Regions from separate parts of the Columba livia genome. Here region 2 is linked to region 1. Evidence: chromatin contacts called from public Hi-C data. All regions are on one chromosome and are shown on one strand. The core of a region is the stretch at or near the end of the contact, and the rest is flanking DNA. Distances in the headings are between cores, read along the strand shown. Region 1 has its middle 6.2 kb from the start of TBX18. Region 2 has its middle 110 kb from the start of NT5E.

What was found. A called contact is a pair of places that touch in the nucleus more often than the background predicts.
Region 2: a contact with region 1 is called in a Hi-C map of crop, with 2.2 times the contacts expected there. The contact joins two enhancer-like sites. A contact is called at or near these places in 2 of 2 Hi-C or Micro-C datasets (crop and liver).

Annotation. Positions count from the first base shown.
Region 1 is chr3:37,242,089-37,244,968 of bColLiv1.pat.W.v2, reverse strand. No RefSeq gene overlaps it. Among named protein-coding and RNA genes, the nearest start is that of TBX18, 6.2 kb to the right of the region's middle. Within about 2 kb of position 1,523, at least 2 of the 3 cell types and tissues checked have an H3K27ac peak away from gene starts, as active enhancers do.
Region 2 is chr3:37,394,304-37,397,183 of bColLiv1.pat.W.v2, reverse strand. No RefSeq gene overlaps it. Among named protein-coding and RNA genes, the nearest start is that of NT5E, 110 kb to the left of the region's middle. Within about 2 kb of position 1,478, at least 2 of the 3 cell types and tissues checked have an H3K27ac peak away from gene starts, as active enhancers do.

The sequences.
Region 1 (2,880 bases), core at 274-2,773:
TGATAGGGAGCTCGAGGGAAATGATATCCTGGATGTTAGTCTGAAAATATTTTGGTCTGGCTGATTGCAGAGGAATTTAATTTTGACGAGCTAAATCCCTTCTTTCAGGTGATGGGGGGAATCGGGCCATGCTAAGGGGCTCGGCCGGAGCCCTTGCTGCGGCGGACGACAGCCAGGGCCGGTGTGCGGGGGCTGCGCGATAGAGAAGCCTCTGATGGCTTCTTCAAAAATATCTGCCCAGATGGAGTTCAGCTTTATCCTCGATAAATGCCTTTCTACCCGTAAAGCCTGCCTGCCTGCTCTTTTCTCCGACGGCTCTTCGCAAACCCACTCGTCCGCCACCGCCGAGGTCTCCTGGCCGGGCGTCATGGAGTGACGGCCCCGTTCCCACACCAAGTTCCCCCCAAAGCGGGCAGGTGGAGCAGAGGGAGCGCGGCTGCGGGCGATGTTGATGCCCCGGCACAGACGCGAGACTGCGAAGAGTCTCGGCGACATTCCGGGGTGCGCGAAGCCTCATCACCTCGGCCGGCGTGGAGCTCCGCAGCCAGCCAGCGGCTCGCCCGGGCTTCGGGGGTGTCTGCGGGGAAAAAGAAAAAAAGAAAAAGAAAAACAAACAAACAAACAAACAACAAAAAAAAAAAAAAAAAAAAAAAAAGCGAAATTGAGGGCCTGCGATCCCGGGTGCGTGGGTTTGGGCTTCTCTGTGTGAGAGGGACGCGCGAGGCTGATCCGAAAATCCAGGCGTGAGGCTTCGAGGAGAAGCCTTCGGGGTCCCAGCCCCGCAACAGCTGCTGGGGTAAAAACCAATCGGCGAAGGTGCCTTTCAGTCAGCGAGACATTTCAATTCCCCTCGCATATAAACACAGGAACGGCCTTTCAAGAAATTCAGACAACTTTGTAAAACACCATCTACTCACACGTTCACACCGAGAAGAGTAGTAAAAGCGTATGAGTGTAGGGTCTGGATTTTATATTTTCCTGTCCTCTGGGGTCTGGTTTTAGACGGAGGGGACTGGTTTGGGGGTTTCTTTAGGGATTTTATTTATTTTTTTCTTTAATTTTCCTGTGTGGGTAAAGATTAACCTTTCAAGCCGAGAAATACAGGTGCTCCCAGGAATTTCTCCCCCACCCCAATGCACACATCTAGGCAAGAAACGCAGAGCCGCCTTCCGCGGGACAGCGAAAGAGAGATTACAACGTTGAAAGCTAAACCAAAAGGCTTTCGTGTTTTCCACTGAGCAGTACCGAGCTAGTCATGGCAGGGAAGAAGCCAATCCCTCAGCAAGTGAGAGTCGCAGGAAAAAAAGCCAGTTCAAGGCAGAGAGGCAGGGACTTTCGTTCAGAAATTGATCTGCGCTTGCAACGGGAAAAATTGACTATTCCCTTCACGTCTGTTCAATTATTTCGGTTTATTTATAGTTGATGGGGAAATATCATCTTTTCCTTCCCCTCCCTGGAAAGGGGAAAAGCACTAGCAGCTCTCTCCTGCGGGATGAGCTTTTTCCGCCGCTGAGAACCAGCGTCTTTTGCGAGACCCGGCGGCGGCCGGTCAGGGCTGGTTGCGGAGCCGCGCACCCCCTGCCCCAGCCGGCCCCGCCGCCCCCGGCCCGCGGGCTCCCTCGCTGCTGCCTTTCCAGGGAAGCTTATACACCGCCTTGCAGATCAGAGTCGTGTTTCGGGATAGCTCTGCGAGGCATGGAAAAAGGAGGGAAGTGGAGGGGGGGGGGGACACACGACACGACGATCCTACAGTCAGACTCGCGTAATGTCCAGAGGAAGTCTTAACTAAGCAGAGACTGTAAGGTCGGCTTCTAAAGCAGCCTACTGGGTTGTTTTGTGACCGTAAAGTCCTTAAGTAACCTCGCATTTAAAGGAAAAAGAAATCCTTCTTTGACACGGTTCAGTAATAAAACAATCGAAAACGCTAAACCTCTCCCACTCGGGCTCTCCAAGAAGGGAGTTTGCAATTAGCTGCAAAATCCCCTTGTGAGTTAATGACTTAATTTGTGAGGTATAAATTCACTGACTTTGCCCTTTATTTTTTTTTCTTTTTTTCCCGGACCTCCATGGAAAACTCTTTATTCATTTGTTTGCAATATACCGAAACTATGACTGCGACACTTTGCTACGCAGCATTCAAAGAACGGAAAATACTCGCTTGGGTACCCTTGGCTTTGTAAATAACTGCTTTGCCAATAGATGGCATAGTGTCCTTTCCATTGTGAGGAAGTTCAGCTTCCCCGTTTATTTACCTTGCTTGTTTGTTCTGCTGGCAGCAATTTTTTTTTTTTTGGCATAAACGTCTCTTTGCATTTCCTTCCCTAGAGTACAGAAAACATAGGTATCTTTAAAAAGGTATATTGCAAAAATTAAAATTACAAATGTAATACATACTGTGAAACCTATAAAAATGCGTTTACAATGGTTACTTAAAAAAGAAATTTATAACTTTCATATGTACCTTACTCGTGCAATATGCAACTACCATATGTTTCCTAGTTCCATAATTCAGTTTTTCCTGGACAGCTGGAGCAGGTAGTACTTCTTAAAGTACATTTCATGTAATATGAGAACTAGCCCTGACGAAAGAGCGAGGGTTACCATAAAAAGACACAAGTCTTGCTTAAAAAGTGTTGTTGAATTACACATCATTTCTTACAATGGTATGATATAAATGTTCCCGTAGATCGACGTTATTATGAAACGGGGATATACCGTGTCTTTTTGCTGCTGATATCTCAGCCTTGCAAACATAAATATTGCCAATTAGTGACTACCTAATTTAATTTAATTCCATACATGTTTTCATATTCTTCATGAGACAATAGTGAAAATATGAGTTAAATTTATAGGAAAGCAATAAAAAAATAAAGCCAAAAG
Region 2 (2,880 bases), core at 229-2,728, 150 kb before region 1:
CCTTATCCTACCCCATGCATGCATTTTATGCAGAGATGATAAATTTCAATCAATTGCCTGAAGAATTTATTTTCACAGCACCTCTTTACTTCCCAGGCTAAGAAACAAGGCCACCGGCCCTTCCCTGCCAGTAACACTGGAGGTTTTGCACTTATTATACATTTGGTGAAACAGTGAAAATTTACTAGATGTTGCAGAAAGAAACAAGGGAAAGTTAAAGCACAGCCTAGAAAAATAAAATGAGTACTGTTTGCATGTACTTTTATTGATTTCTGACAGCCATGTTATTTTCAAGGACAACAGAAGGGAAAAGAATTTCAGTCTTTGAATGGATGAGTGATATACTACCCCCCTTTTTAACTAGTCATATATATATATATTTGTTGTTGTTGTTCTGGTGTATGCATGTGCAGAAGGGTGTCTACCTAATTGGCCTCAAGAGGGGATTAAACTAAATAAAATCACAGTCCACAGGAGGCCTCTAAATATGGCTTTTTAATTTGAAAATTTTTGTGGGTTCCAGTGTAATTCAAGCTTTTCAAGCTTTATTAGTGCAGTCGTTCCTGCAGCTTGCAAAGCTCTCATCTCAGTGAGTTTGATATGCTTGCCCCTACTCAAGCAGAAGACAGAGAGCTCTCTTCAGCTGCAAAACACGCTCTGTGACATAACAAAAGCCCTACTGTAAATAAAACACATGTTAATAACAGTGACAGGAGGCGGCAGAAACCGGCAACGCGCATCCAGGCAGCGACGCCACTCGAAAGCGGTACTAAACGGAGGTAATGACAGTCAGCAAGCATCTATCTACTCTGCCTGTGACAGAGGCGCTGGGAGCAGATAGGAGTAAATACCAGCAATTTTACATGTTCGCTTGTAATAAAAGTCAAAATATGCAGCTTGGTGTAACTAATTGCTGTGGAAGGAGAACGAACCAATCGTGCTTGTTGCTGTGAAACTGTTAATGGAGAACTTATGGAGAGAAAGTCCAAGTTCTCTCGTCCAAATTGGAATGTGAAAGAAATCTGTTGGAAGGTGATGACAGAAATGAAGTAAAACAGTTGTTTCCTGATCCATGTGCCAGATGTGTCACATACTGTGATAAATAAGATCTGCATCTTACACTCCAGAAATTGGGGAATATTACAAGCGTTTATTATAGTGAGGTACAAAAAAATGTACTTGAAATGCTTTGTTTCTCCTGGCACCAAGCAGTGAGAAGTTATTGCACAATGCCTGGAGCTGCTAATTCTTTTGTTTAGGTTCAATCCAACACAGCCTATTAAAAGCTTAAATTCAATTTTATTGTTAAGGTATTTATTAACTGATTATGAAAATACATTAAAGGGCTCATAATTAAACTACTAAATTGTTCCTTACCTTGACGAATCCCCCATTTTCCAAGACTGACTTCCATAGTATAAAATATCAGGGTTTTAATTTAGAGAAGAATGCTGCTCACAGGCAAACCCCAGCTTTTGCTTCAGCTCTTGAGTTGATCCCAGGCTGCCTTGCTGCCCAGAGTATCATGGCAGAAAGCCTAATTGCATTGGTGGCATTTCTTGGGAAGACTGCTCTGGAGGCTTGTGGCATGTTGTCACACATTTGCAGAAATAGCTGTGTGTTGATGTTGGATAACCCACTCTTACTACTCGGGAAAAGTCCCATTGACTTTTGGCCCATATGTCTTTGAAAATGCGCATTGTGAGCAGCTTGCTAGCCCTGTTGAGACTGAAGTCACATGCTTCCAGGCAAAGCACATTCCCAGAGTGAAATGAAGTTCCCAAAGATTTGCTTTCTAAATGCTCCCCCAAATTCAAAGCCTGGGAAGACAGTGGGAGCTGAGTGACTGGATCTCCTACAGTAGATCAGCTTAGGACCTCAGAGAGTCTGCCAACCCTCCAAACCAGTGATTTTATCCAGACAACTACATTGTGTCTTCATCCAGATGACTGATGGTGGGGAGGGGTGGGGTGGGATGGGTGCCGAGACAGCCAAGGTAAATTGAGCCTTTTTGTGTTTTCCCTTTGGAAATTGCTCTGCTCATCAGAAGGGCTGTGTGTCTAGCACCTGCAACAAGGTTAATGAGGAGACTGGGTTGTTTACCCAGAATTCTTACAGCTCTCAGCTGGGAACAAGCAGAAAGTAAATATCTGATTACCACAGGTAGAGATGAAAGCTTGAAACCACTGGTAACTTGTTTTGGGTGAACCTCTACAGTTCCAGGAACTTGATGGTGAACAGCAATTCTCTGAATATGTGATCTGTCTTTAAAACAGAAAACCCATCTCATGGTTGCTATGCCCCTGAAGACCCAGGGAAGTGGTAGATCTCTTTATTCTGGTGCTGTGCCCAGCAGTTCAAGAAACCTTCCCAGCCTGGCTGGGGCTTCAGGCCACTGTTGTGTTCCCTCTGCATGCTTGCTCAGAGTGGGGGTGGGTGTCCCACACGACATTGCACTCTTCCATGGGGACTTTCTGGTCAGGATTCATCTCACATGAATCTAGGCTGAGGTGAACTGCACCCTCCATGTGTCTCTGTCTCTCCTTTGATGATGAACAGGTAATGCTTCATCGCCTGTAGATGAAAACTACCTTGGTTATCATTCATATTTCACAGGGCTACTTCAGAGAGATTGGCTTGAGATGCATTTAAAAAACTGAGATTCACAAAAATGTAGCTTTGGTGATGTGCCAGTATCCTGTCTCAACGTATAAAACCTGTAAGTGATGTAGGTGAGTTCCAGCCGTGAATGTTTCCTAAATCACATTTGTTCCTGCTGCCCAGTTTCCCCACAAAGGAATAGTTGCCTGTGTGTATCCTCAGGATAGTTTTTAACCTTTGCTGTGTAAGTCAGTCTGTCCCACCCTGAAGATGTAACAT